Regions from separate parts of the Gossypium raimondii genome. Here region 1 is linked to region 2. A link is a contact called in public Hi-C data. All regions are on one chromosome and are shown on one strand. Each heading gives the region's core, a stretch centred on a gene start, on an enhancer-like site or on the middle of the called end of the contact. The rest is flanking DNA. Distances are from core to core; before and after follow the strand shown.

Region 1 (7,075 bases), core at 2,648-5,147, 230 kb before region 2:
TCTGAATCACAAAAGTAAACATCCTCACGTAATTCATTGCCCAACTAATGCCCTTATCAATTATTTCCTAAGAACTACTGCGGTAACTTGAAAACACATATGTATTCCGGTTCTTCCATAACAACCAACACATTATAGGAAAAAAATAACACCATTCAAAATTTTGACTACCACACTCCCCAACATTCTCTAAATTCCATAAAATCTATTTGTTCATCAGCATAGCAAAAAATCTTACCCATGCATGAGTTGGCACAACTGACTGCCAAACAGTCTTAGGAAAAATGCAATCCCGCACCGCATGGATCTCCAATTCATAGACGTTGCTACATCTCGGACTGTGCCTTTCATTCGCCATATGCCTCCTTGCACGCTCTCCATTATTCAAAAGTCTATTTTTCCACATGATCCACACGAACACCCTAACCCTTTGAGGTGCATTGATCTTCCAAATCAACTTCCAAACATTAGAGTTTACAACTAATTCATATTGATGAATACCTCTGTATGTCTCTGCCAATGAAAAGCTACTACTTCGCTTATTTCCATGAAAGTCGGTCAGGACCCGCATCAATCGAAGGAGGTAGAATAGCAGCTATTTGTAAAACAATGTGACCCGAAAGAAAGCTCCCTAAACGAACCCAATCCTAATTAGCATTCTCATCCACTACATAGCAAACATGTAAAGTGTCATCTAGTCGATCTGATCCTCTAAAAAAAGTTCTGAGTGGACCTAACAGAAAAATCCAATTTTCATTCCAAAAATATGTAGGCACCTATCCCCTATAGCCCAATAGACATTATTAATCACATCTGTCCATATCCCTGCTAATGATCTCCATAAAATTGAGTATTTGCTTCTTATAATACTATTAGGAAGGATCCCACAAACATTATACTTATTTATCACAATTTGTACCCATAGAGCATCATTCCTAGTTAGCAATTGAAAGCCTAACTTCATAAAAAAATCTTATTCTGAGTAACTAGACTTCGCACACCAAGACCGCCAACATCAATTTATTGGCAACATTCGAACCAACTTAATAATGTCGATTTCCTTGCTTCACATACCGTAACCATGAAATACGTACCGTAGCCATGAAATAATTGGGTATCGATAGGAGGACCAACTTTGTTAACGTTATTCTACTAACTAGATACAACTTCTTCACTTCCTAACCATTCAGTCTATTGGGACTTTATTAACCACGAAATCAAAGGGACTAACTCCAACTCTCTTATGAATAAGCGGCATCCAAAGATACATTCCAAGATCCTTGACCTGAACAAAGTTCACCTTCCTTCAGATATCTACAGCTGTTCCATTCAATACCTTGGGTGGAAAGAAAATTTGAGATTTATTTCTATTCACCTCCTATCCCGATTAATAACAAAACATGTCCAGAATCAGTTATACTCCCAGCTTGTTCCAGCATAACCTCATAAAATAACATAAGATCGTCCGTAAAAATATATGCGACAATGCTAGGCCTCTCCTAGAAAGCAACAGCGATTTCCACCTCCCTTGACTCACAGCTTCCTCTATTAGGTGGCCTAGTCTCTCCATGCACAACACAAACAAATATGGCAATAGAGGATCTACTTGTCGAATACCCCGGGATGGTCTTAAGGCATCAGTGACCGCACCATTCCAGAGTACTTGATGATGAGACACAGTTTAAGATAACAATGACTAACATTGCCGGTAAACCTACTTAAGAGAGTTTGTCCCTTAAAAAATCCCAAGTGATACGATCTACACTTTCTCAAGGTCAAATTTCACACCATCCCATATTTTCAACCTCTGAAGTTCCTCATGGAGTGAATTGCTTCCTAAGCTATGACAATGTCGTCCGCAATATTCCTACCCATAACAAAACTCTCCTGGTTCTGTTTAATAAGCTTTATCATCAAAGGAAGTAGCTTATTAACAATTATCTTCATGATTATTTTATACAGAACCGTATATAGACTAATTGGTCTAAATTGTGTAATCCTTTCTGGCCCTTAAATCTTTAGTAGTAAAACAAGGAAGGTTCTGCTGATTCTAGAATCCAACGGACATCCCTCCATCACCCATCGCACTAGTGTATAAACCGAAGGCCCAACAGTATCCCATTGTGCTTGATAAAACTTAGCATGAAACCCATCTACCCCGGTGCTTTAAGCGGAGCCATTCCAAAAACTGCACTTATAAAATATTATCCTTTAAATATTATTTACATGAAATATAATATATATTATTCATTTCTTTATTTTTTATTTTAAAACAATAAGCATGCAACCTCTTAACTCTACTTGTGGAGTTAAAAAAACTCTACCTAATATGTATTAAATAATTATTCAATTATTATTATAAAAATATATATTTTAGTATCTAAATTAAAAATTTATAATAATTAAATAGTGCAATTAAAATAGTGATCATAATTGTTTGCAGGGAAGTCTTTGAAAGGAAATTGCTACACTTTTTCTTTTTGCACGTTATAGTTATGGTCATTTTCATTAAGCATCGTTCTCAAGAAGCTTTTCTTTTAAATCATCTCAAAACATGTCTAAATTCATGGTTTAAAGATGAATAATTATGCAATTTTTGCCTTCCCATGTTACAAGTTGATGAAATTTATAAATATAAAGGGTTGAATTTGTGGTATTACTTAGAATTAGGATTAAATTGATAGAATGTGAAAATGTTGAGGACTAAATGATAATTATATTAATTAAAAAGGTAACATCATCATTTCTACTAATGATTTAATGGAGGTGACTATAACCGGGAACAAATGATAAAGTTAGCGGCAAAATGAAAATCTTTATAGTTTGATGACAAAAAAAAAACCGGATGACTAATTGTATAATTCACCCTTAATACTTCTATAAATTATTTTCCCCAATTTATAACCATTCATTATATTAGCTTAATTTCATTCAATATCTAACTTAATGTTTTTACCAACTACCTAAACTTTTAAAACCCTTTCCCGCAATCTGTCTATTAGAGGCCAAAAGAGAATGGAATGAAGAAGAAAATAATATAAATGCTCCTAAATTTTAATGGAAGCCCAAAATTTTGCACCTAAACACCATTAAGTAATTTTACAAACTCAAATTGCGACATTTTAATTTCCACCATGACCATGCAAAAAATGGCAACAAATTTGAGAAAATTCAATCTCGTTTCTCATTGAAATCTCGAGAAAAATTTTACAAGCATTACAACATTCAAAATTTTTCTCCAACTGTTTATGTTTATTGATTTTAATCAGAAGGAGACGAAATGAAGATCCTAATATGATCCAAGAAACTGAGATTTTGAGGCCTATCCTTACGTTTCACATAACCTTTGGCTTCTTTCTCCGAATATACCCCAAACCCTTTTCTCCCGTTCCTCTTCCACATCTCCTCCTCGTAACTCTTGTGCGCGTAATACGCCTGAGCTGCGCACGGCAATAGCTCTTCCTCCCCAGCCGGCGTCAGATGGATGGGCCTCCGCTCGTAATGCCCGCGACTTGTGCCTTCCAATTCGTCCAGGCGGTCCAGCCCCCGAGCCGACACGGCGTACAGCTCTCCCGTGACTCGGAGTCCCGAACCGGCCATGTTGAGGAGGAAAGGGACGCGGTATGGCCCGCAAACGAGCGGGTATTTCTGCAGGGTACGGTAAGTGCCTTTGAATACGGCGTCTCCCGTTCGCATCAAATCTTGAAGGAGCACGTGATTGGCAAAGCCCCGTTTCAAGGTGCCATATGTGAACACGAGGTTCGTACAATTACTGTTTTCCAATTCCACACCCATTCTAGTGGTGTTTGGTTGGCTAGAAAGTGAGGGAAAATCAAAGGAACAAAAAGAAGTAGAGAGGATTTGCAGGTTGTCAGGTAAAGATGGGGAGTGGAGTTCTATTAATAGGAGGATTCCGTTTGATTGGTTAGGAATTTTAACTGTAGAAAATTCTCAATCTGGAGGGTGGTAAATGGTTTTATTTAATTACTTTATTATTGGTCAAAGTACAAATAATTAATAATAAATATTATATAATTTAGTTAAAATTAATATAAATAATTTATAATAAACACCATGTAATTTAGCTAAATAATAGATCAAATTATCTATATAAATTTTAAATTATATTAATAATATAACATATAAATATATATTTTAAAATATTTCCTAAATTAAAGTACTATTATTATATAAAAATAATATATGTATAATTACAAATACATTTACATTCATTAATTTTTAAAGCATTTTAATTTATGAGAAAAGATGGTATGAAATTATGATTCTAAGTTATCTATATTTCTTTCTAATAAGAGAATGACAAATCAATTTTTTCTTGATTTTAGCTTTTTCCTCTTGAAAAAATCCAAATTTAATTAAAAATCAGGAGGAAAATTTAATTTCTCATTCATCTATTGAAAATAGATAAAAATGACGTGAAATCACAATTTCATAGCATCTTTTTCTTTGTTTATATCGATAATTTTGTATTTTAAGCTTAAATCCTAAATATTTTTAAATTAAATAAAAATAATAATTGAGCCTCTACTTAAAACTTAAAAGTCGGGATCAAAAACTACTAATAAAATCAATGATTTTATTAAAGTTTCACGCGCAGTTTAGCGGCGGATAAAGAGTCAAATAATTTTGTCCACGTGTTTGATAATATATCGTAGATTAAAAGTAGATGTGACAACTTGAATATTATTTTAAAATAAAACATTTTATTTAAGAAATGAAAAAAATTCAGAAAGAAATATAACCTTTATAATAGGCGCTATTTTAGGGGAATTTACCAGAAAAAGCTCTCTTTTTTTTAATTTACCGAAATGGACCGATTGTTTTATTATTTACCGGAATGGTCCATTTTTCGGGAAATTGCGCCCACGTCAGCGCGATGTCAGGGTACATGGCAGGACATCGCGTCCAAGTCAGCGCGACCTGCTGATGTGGAAGGAAATCGCGCCCTTGTCCTCCGCGCGTGAACAGTACCCCCCCAACAGTCAAATATATATATATATATATACCCCACCCCTTTTTTTTCACAAACAAATCCTATCTAATTTTTCCTCTCTAATGCTCTCAATTTCCTTCCAAAATTCTCTCAAACCCATATCTAATTTTAATTTCCTCTCAACTTCCTTCCAAAATTCTCTCAAATCTATTTTTTAAAATAATTATAATTTTTTTTATATTTTTTTAAAATAATTTTAAATTTTTTTATATTTTCATCAATGACCGGATCATTGATTCGTCTTGATAGCAATCACATATCGGTGGAGCAAATGAAAATGGTAAGTATTAAATTTAATTTGTAATTATTATTTAAGATTTTTTTGTTTAAGTATTTTTAGATAATTATTAATTTATTGTTTGTTATAAAAGTCTGAAGATCGGGTATTGGAATGCCATATCCGGAATATGCATGCTCTTCCATCACCGTTAGTAGAGAACTACCTGCGGGGAGTGGGTTTTTGGCACGTGGCGACGGTAGGCCAAGGATGCAAGTTGGACCCGAAACTGATTAGTGCGTTGATCGAGAGGTGGAGACCTGAGACGCACACATTTCATATTCCATGTGGAGAGTGCACTATCACTCTAGAAGATGTCAAGATGCGATTGGGATTCTGGGTGGGCGGGCACCCAATCCAGGTCCGCCTAATCTAGCAATTGGGAGGCGGTGTGCTACGAGCTTTTAGGCGCTATTCCGGAAAAAATGGATGGAGGTAAGGTCGAGATGGGCTGGTTATGTGCCACATTCCCCGATCCGAATGCAAATTCAACTGAAATCCAAAGAATCTGATATGCTCGATCATACATTCTTCAAATAATTGGAGGTTATCTGATGCCGGACATGTCACGGAGCCGTGTACATCTAAGGTGGCTGCTAAAACTCGTTGATTTTAGAAGAGCCGGTGAATTTAGTTTGGGGTCTGCCGTCTTGGCAACATAATATCGAGAGATGTGCGGGGCGACGCGACCGAGGAGAGCAACCATCGGAGGTTGCCTGTCACTACTGCAATCATGGGCACTGTTTCGCTTTCCATTTCTACGTCCTCGAGTGAACCACCCATATACATTCCCACTCGTAACGAGCTAAATTTTATATTACAGTTTAGAATTATTATGTAGATTTTGTAAGAATAAAAGTATGCTAAAATTTTATTTAATTAGGTGGAACCATCCGACAAGTTATCGTGGATTACCGTCTGAACTTGAAGATATACGACTTCTATTGGACCAACGGTCAGAAGCAGAAGTAAGTATTATTGCAAATAGATATTTCCATACATTCGCTAGTCGATTGATATTTAGTATTTAATATTTAGTATTTAGTATTATGTATATAACTAATATTTCTATCATGTTCATATAGTTTCAATGGACACCGTACGAGGATCCGGCAATTCGGGCAGTAATCCCGGAAGAGTTTTTACAAAATCCGAACGTTTGGCACGTGAAAGTGGTGTTGATCAACTATGCAACCGTTGAGCCCCACCAGACAGACAGAGTGCTACGACAGTTTGGATGTAGACAACCGATTCCTGCAGACCCTGAGGAGTTTGACAAGCACCACAAAATCGACCTTCGACTATTAGGTACGGATTGGCCTAGATACTGGTCAGAGTACACGGAAATGTGGGAAAATCGGCATGAATATCTACCTACTCGGGAAGAAATCATCGTTCCGGAGTTAGCGTGCGTTCCAGAATACATGCCATGGTTTAGGATCCATGGCAAGCCGTATTTACTTACACCAGAGAAGAGGCAACGGCAATTACGTCTAGGCCAGCGGCGCAGGAGGGATCGCACATGCCTTCGGGAAGCTCTCCTTTTTACCAATCGCCAGCAACGTATGGCTTTCAAACACCGTCGCCATTCATGATGCAAACACCTCCACATACACTATTCTTTGAAGGTGGATCATCGTCCCAAGTCTGACAACCAGATGCCGAACCGGAAGAACCACAATCACCACCAGAGGAAGAATAACCGCCGCCGGAAGCTAGAGGAAGGAGGAATCCAGCGTGCAACCGTCGACGGCCGCCATGTGGAACCGAATCCCCCGGGCATA
Region 2 (7,730 bases), core at 5,029-7,528:
AATATTTTCCCTCCAAAATTTTACTCCCCCTATTTACTTTCCCTCAAACTTTTATTCTCCAAAACTTTTTATTTTTCCCCTAAACTTTTACTTCTCACCCTTTACTCTCAAATAAAAAATCAAAATTATCCAAAAAAAAATCACTAAACATAAATAGTAATAATTTTATTTATATCTACTATTTATATTATTAAATTAAATTTCACATTTTATATTATTTATATTATTAAATTGTTTAGTCATATTGAATATTTATATTAAAATTGAATTATTAATTATGTCATAAAATATTCATGTTAAAATTTTATATTGGTATCAATTTCACATTTTATTTTTAAAATAACTTTTATTAAAAAATCATATTTTTACATTTAATATATTTTTAATTCTAAAATATATAGTGACAAGAATCAAGATAATTGAATCAAGAAGCTAACCAGTATATAAAAAATTAATAAATAAATTATGAAGTGATGAAAGTTAATAAAAAATTTGATTAAGGTAGACAAATTTTATTACGATGGGTGACAATGGTTATAAGGACCCAAAATTATTTTTTAAAATTTAACTCGAACAAATATATTCGATTCGATTCGATTCGAATTCCATCTCACTCGACTCGATTCGATAAAACTTCAAATAAAGTTAGGATGATAAAATGAGATTCGAAAACTCAATTAACTCGAAAATTTTCGATTCAATTCGATTCGATTCGATTCGATCGAATGCTCACCCCAAACTATAAGTGCCCCCACTTTATTGAGTTAAACACAAAAAGATACATTAATCTCACTTATAACTAACGTCTGGAATGAAAAGCATCATATTCTTTAACATAGAAAAGAAGCCAGGAGCATATACACCCAAAAAGCAAGAAAATTTAACAAATGCTTGCTTTTCCGATTTGCAACTCAATGCTTAAATGGTTAATGCATATTCAAGTATATGCAATATAATTAGCATGACCATAACCTGTTTAGCTTCTAACAATCCAACCTAATGCCCAAAAAAGGAAAAAAAAACTGCAATCACCGAGTATGCAAGTCCAAAACTTTAACAGAATAAATATATAAATCATAACTCGACTGAACCTAAAGAGGAAACAAGATCATTATAGCCTTTAAATTTATGTAAAACTTTCAAGGACTGATAAGTTAATAGTCAAAGAAGTCCAACCTGATAAGCAAGCATTGTGCGCTGAGCATCCGGAGTTGTGAGAACTATCACTGTTCCAGTTGTTCCATCCTTGATAGGTTCAGAAAGAAAATTCACATTTGCCCGATGTAGTTTAGCCCTATATCAAGAATGTGAATATCTAATTTTAACAAAGACCATTACAAATATCAAATGAGTTAAATAACCTAGTTTTATCATGCAGATAATGACTGGTAAATCTAATAGCCATTTCAGAACTACATGCAGCAGCTACAAGAGGCATTGAAGATGCAAGAAATCATAGAAATTAATTTGTAAGAGGTACAAAATAAGGAGAAAATAGACTTCATGATAATGCTAATATTTGATAGTTGGAGAAGTTCTCTGACATTATTGCTCTTCTTCTCCGTTCAATCCCCATATAAACATTGAAATAGATGAAAATGCAAGACAGGAAACAAGACTTATGTAAGAGTCAAAATCCTCAAATCAGAAGTTAGTCTGCTACACTGACAAGGACTCCCGGAATCTTGGACATGAGAAACAACAGATGGTGGATAAAACGAGTAGGACTAGAAAGAAAAAAAGGTTATAGAATGGAATTACTTTGGATTAAAAGGAAAAGGAATAAAGTTTGGCACAAGAAATGAAGTAAAATATAAGCTTATCAAGCAAAGTCTCATTTATCAATGATTCCTACTTCCTACCTTAATTGCATGTGAGACTAGAATACTGAAAATATATGATAATTAACTAACTAGAATTTAGAGTGGCATGAATACCCTACCAACCAGAATTTAGCTAACAATTCTGGATGCCCCCAGATATGAAGCACCCTAGGAATCACAAATTCTTCTGTTTTTCTTTTATTTTCCAAGTTAGTGGATCCCAGAATTGTACGGGAGTTATACCAGAGAGCATAGGAAAATGGATATACAAAAAAAAAAAAAGGGAAAGAAGCATAGAAACTAAACCCCAAATTTTATGCTGTCAAGAAACTCAACCAAAACAATGATTTAGCAATGTACTGGAAATGAAACGCTAGATGTAAATATCCTTTAAATCTTATCTTTAATTTGCTACAGTGATGGTCAGTTGCCTTAAACCTCCACCAAAGCTTTTACTAAACAAATTTCACCATTAACGGATAAATAAATCTCCTAATAATATGACTATTCATACTCTGCAGTTCTTTAGACCATGTCAATACTTCCATTACAGTTCTAGGGATGACTTTAATGAACATGAAGTAGAGAACAAAACCAAGCATAAACCTCATCAGAAAAAAAATACCAAATAGGCAAACTTCTTATTGAATTCATTCCCAGCAGCAGTCCAGAAATATATGGAAGAGTGCACACTATATTAAAGGGACAAACAGACAGAAAAAGCAAATACTAAGAATTAATTTTGCAAATATTGTGTTCTTAATGGAGCTTCAAAAGGCTTCATCCATTTATGAATCAACTATCTGCAAACCAGGTACTCACCTAAATGTGCATCCACCAATACCAAGTTCAATCTTGTGTAGTTCCAACCTTCCCTTCACTAATTTTAACCATCCAAAATAAAGAAGTATATGTATATTTTCCTAAATCTTCCTCTATTTTCCTTTCCTTTATAATTGTTTATCTAAACATGGCCTTGATCATTACCAAGATCCATCTATACATCATATTTTATTTGAATTAAAATAATTAATATTTTAAAATTCTAAAAAGGTTTTTAGTACTTATCTAATTAAAACTTTTTTTTTGAACTGATAAGTGCCACTTGATCAATAAGTTCAGATAACATGCTATGTCATTGACAAGAGCCAATGGAATTTGATTGATGAAGTTAATCCCCTTTATTGATTGTCCTTAAAGAAATTTTTTATATAAACATAGGGTTTTAATTCATTAAATTAGGCCAAAACCAGATAATTGATAATGTAGAGTGACCAATTCAGACCTTTTTCCCAAAACTTTCAGTAACATTTTCAAAAAAATTAAACACGTTGAGGGAAAAAAAAAAAGAACCAAGGTATTTCTCAAAACAAAACCTGACCTGTAGAAGCCACCCAATGGATCACTACCTACGCTGCCTGCCATAGCTACATTTAAAGCAGGACCTCCAATGGGCTTATAACCAAGCCTTGCCAATGCCACCAAACTGTTGGAAAGAGATCCTCCAGCTGCTGCCTTATAGCTGCAACCATCCATAGCCTGCAAAACTCGACCCCTCTCTTCATGATTTACAACCTTCCTGGTTCCCTTCTCTAATCCCAATCTCTCCAAGAATTCGTCATCAACCATACCAGAAAAGTCTACCTGAAATTGGCAGGTAAATTGCAGAGAAAAGTTTAATATACTTTCAATACCATATGCAAATATCAGCAACCATGTCTTACAATCAATTATCAGCATTTCCAAAGAATCCAAAAATCCAACATTGACAGATAAACAAAGCAGACCAACAAAAGAGTTAGATTTTGAAAATTCTATTGAATAATTATACCATCAGATAAAGTTTCTATATACCAGTTATTTCATTAAATAATCCATTTCATAACTCAACTTCTTGTAATTGCCTTCTAAGTAAAGCAACAAACGCACAAACCAGTAAGAACACCTTGATAGACACAGCAGATTATTATTCAAGATGAAGAATGGAAACAGTTCTTTAACCCCTAGCCGAAATTTTTACAGGTTCCCAAAAATAGAGCCCAAATTGACCAATCTTTTCATTAATAAGTAAGGTTCTACTTTATTTTTATGCTTACTAGATGCTAGTTGTTTCTAAGGTAAAGGTAAGAAAATGCAACCAAAATCCTAAATGAGGCATAACATCTGTTCATTAAATTTTTGCGTGACAAAATGCATAATTACAGAACAATTATGTTTCAATGTGTATCATATTTTAGCTATTAATATAATTTTAAAAAATATGATAATGCTTTTAACCAGCTTTAAGAAAATCAAAAGGAAAATTGTAAAAAGCAGGTGCCCGAACAAAGGACCAAAGCCTTAATGATTTAAAAGCAACAAAAAAAATGTAGGATTGAAAGGAACAAAAGAAAATATATCAGCCAAACTACATTTTCCTCTCTAAGAAACGAAATAGAAATGTACTACATTACAAGGCTTGTATCCTTAACATCAATTCTCTTTTCCCTATACTTTACTAAAAAAGACATTGAAAAAACACAAATCTAACATTAAGTATAAATTCAAAACACAAGAGACAACATATAAACAAGAATGGTTAAGAAATATACCATGGCTTGACCAAGGCCAAGAACATCCCATCTGTCAGGCAAAACACAAAACGAACGAGCACCTTCTTCTTCATCATCGACTTCCTCCTCATCTTCTTCACTCTCAAATTCATCTCCTTTGCTACTGCTACAGCTACAACTCCCTCCAGAACTACAAGGAGAAGAAACCCAAAAGAACCCACCTTTCTCTTTCCCCATTGAACCAGAAGTCACCCTCCCTTTACCTCTGAAATCACCCAGAAACCCCAACTCTCTTATAATCCTCCCACTCCCATAACTTTGTTTGCGGTGATATAGAGAAGAAAATAAAGGAGAATGGAAGCGGTAAAGAGAGAAAATTGGAGAGCAAAAAAGGGAGTTAATTTGTGGAGGAGATGAAATAGAAGTAAGGAAGGACATAGTTGAAAGTAGTTTAAACACTTGGTTTTATTATTAACTAAAATGGGAACCTATTAGGGATGGAAGAGCTGTCTGGGAATCGAGTTTTCTTTGTTTAGGATGGAGAATTGGAGGCAGAAGACATCCCCATCCACAAAGATTTTGGTGAATGTTTGAGAGAGAAAGGCTCTAAGTCGCTGCTTCTGTTGGTGTGTTGAGGATAAAATGGAAGGATGTTTTCCTTTTTCTTTTTTCTTTTCTCCATTTATTATTTTATTTTATGAGTTCCCAGGGGTGGTTACGTGGACGTTTACTTTTACATAATATTCGGTAAAATTGCATGTATAACAATTATTTCTCAAATTTAAGTAATTGAAAAAATAAAATTATACAAAATCAACAATTAATTTAAGTAATTGCATTTCTTATAAATTGAATTTATTATAAATTTACAAAAAGAATTTCAAAATTAATAATCTGAAATGTATTAGCAATTTAATGCTTAACATTTTAGAATAAATTTAAAAATTCAATTTATTTTGGAATACCTAAAATTAATGATTATCATAATAAGTAATAATTGTAATGTTAATTACATTACATTATATTTTTGTGCAATTCAAAATCAACTTATTGTATAAAACTGTAATTTCAAGTCATCTTTATTATGACAAATTAAATTTTTTAACATCAACTAACTTTTTCGCTACACCAAAAAGAATTGAGATCAAATATTAATATAAAATAAATTAATCTAATTAAAACATATCATAAACACATGCAGTATCATATATTTATTTATTTATTGAATAAAAATTTTAAATAAAAATTAATGCTATCTTCATTTTCTTTATATTCTATAGTCCCATTTAAGTTTCCAGCCAATTATAAATAGTGAACACACCTAGAGGTCAGTGTCTAAATTTACTCAAAGAATATATTTTATGCAACACACTTTGGCAAATTTTAACAAAAATTCTATTTTTCTGCAATTTTAATTCTACTATATGACAATAAATATCTTCTCTAACGTTCAAGATTTTCTTTTTTCCGAATTTCTTTGCCGTATTCGCATGCATGCCATTAGTATTCCAATAAGCCCGATTTTAAAAAAGAACTTTTGTAAAATAAGGAGATTGTTGAAAGTTGAAATCTTAAATATCAAAGATAAACATTTGATGATATGGTATTTTCTCGAATTTTAAATTGCTCTTCATCTTTAGTAAAAATAAGGGTAAAATAAGTCTATAATCACTCAACTTTAATTAAAATAATAAAATAATTATTAAACTTTAGAAAATTACAACTCAATCACTAAACTTTAAAAAAAATAACAAATCGGGTCACTAATGAACATTTTCCTCTATAGAGTATCAGAAAACTGAGGTGACCCATTAACTAGCCACGTTGTACATTAACTATCTACGGTGGAACCCCAATTTAAGAAGCAGAAGAGAAGAAATGGAGAAACCCACGGTTGATTTGAGTTTTCTGTTTCATTTCCTATTGGAGAGTTTAACCCTCTACACAACGACTTCCTCTAGCTTCTTTTCAACCTCTTCTTTTTTCCTAATCTCTTATGTCATCTCCTTCTCAATTTTGGTGGCCAGCTTTTTCTGTTCCTTGCAATCCATTCCAACCCTAAACCCTCGACCAAACAAATGTTGTGCCTCGTGAGGGAGTTTGGTGCGACGCGGATAATGACGGTTCTTGGGTTGCTTGTTATAGCAAATTCTTGTGTTGGGATGCACCAAGGTAGTAACGCAAATGCTCTATTGTAGTTTTCCTCTCAAAGCTGTGAAAGGATATGTGCTGATGGATGAGAATATGCAATCTATTTTCCTAGTATTAGTGTTCGTAAGATGAACCTTGTGCATAAAAAAGAAAATGTTCCAATGCCTAACGGGAATTTCTTCAAACGGCTTATCTGCGTCAAAAGTTATTCACTCGCGACTCGTATTTTAAAGTTTGCATGCTTGAGAGTTGAAATGAAGGAAACTATGTAGAGCAAACTGATACAAGGCTTGCAAAAGGATATTTTGATTTTTGGAAAAGGATTTTGGAGGAGGGTTTAGCAGAATGGGAATCAAAGGTATTGTTGGCGGTGTCGTTAGAATGACGAGGTTTTCGAGGCGGCGCTTTTGCAAGGTGCGCTATTCTTCAAGGCGCTGGAGTGTAAGCTGTTCTTCTCTATTTCCTTTTTTTTTTTTTTTCTTAACTAGCTATATTAAATTTTCAATAATGGTAGGGACTGATTTATTATTTTTAAAATTTAATGATTGAACTGAACATTTTTAAAATTTAGTGAATATTTTATTAGTTTAATCAAAACTGAGTGGCTACCAATTTACTTTACCCTAAAAGTTAAAGGGAAAAAATAATTGCACCAGAAGAAAGAAGCATTTTGAATTTAACGTGGGGGAGTGAAGCAAATATATATATATTTGGGTTTAGCTATTTGTAGACATTTAAGAAAGATAAAAATTGTGGCTAAAAGGAAGCCATAGATATTTACCTTTGCTATGGACCCGTAGATAAGACTACAGCCACGCGTCAACTTTGTAATAGAGAACCAGCCAGAAGCTACTCTACATACAGCATCACCAGATCTCACCTCTTCAATCGAAATCCAAAGATTTTGATGTCCATCACGATCACTCTCTCAGGTTAGAAGAACAGAGCCACACCAGTGGAAGAAAAAGAAACCGTAGTATTCAGGCTAGTGATCCAACAACGTTTTAATCCCTCTCTCTCTCTTTCTATTAGTTTTATAATATTTCTTCCAATTTTTCATCAATTTCCTCTGAATTTTCATCCAAGGTAAACAGAATTACATTTTCAGTCTCCCTTGCATCGCTGCATTTGCATTGTAGTTTCTTTTAATTTTTTTTGTTAAAGATTTGTTTTGAATTAATTTATTTTCACAGTTAATTATTCC

Evidence for each region. Hi-C and Micro-C count contacts between places; a contact is called where the count stands out from the background.
Region 1: a contact with region 2 is called in a Hi-C map of leaf, with 4 times the contacts expected there. The contact joins the promoter of LOC105787972 here to the promoter of LOC105787966 in region 2. A contact is called at or near these places in 2 of 2 Hi-C or Micro-C datasets (both in leaf).

The regions. Positions count from the first base shown.
Region 1 is chr2:9,150,564-9,157,638 of ASM2569854v1, reverse strand. It overlaps LOC105787972 (putative gamma-glutamylcyclotransferase At3g02910), which reads right to left and starts at 3,897. Exons shown (of 1, transcript XM_012614608.2): 1 at 3,161-3,897. The coding sequence starts at 3,795. The coding sequence ends at 3,262. It overlaps LOC128034627 (serine/threonine-protein phosphatase 7 long form homolog), which reads left to right and starts at 5,655. Exons shown (of 3, transcript XR_008190749.1): 1 at 5,655-6,088; 2 at 6,175-6,259; 3 at 6,377-7,075.
Region 2 is chr2:8,926,981-8,934,710 of ASM2569854v1, reverse strand. LOC105787966 (V-type proton ATPase subunit H) reads left to right here and starts at 6,278. Exons shown (of 12, transcript XM_052625671.1): 1 at 6,278-6,967. LOC105787967 reads right to left here and starts at 5,040. Exons shown (of 5, transcript XM_012614600.2): 1 at 4,415-5,040; 2 at 3,205-3,467; 3 at 1,177-1,294. The coding sequence starts at 4,813.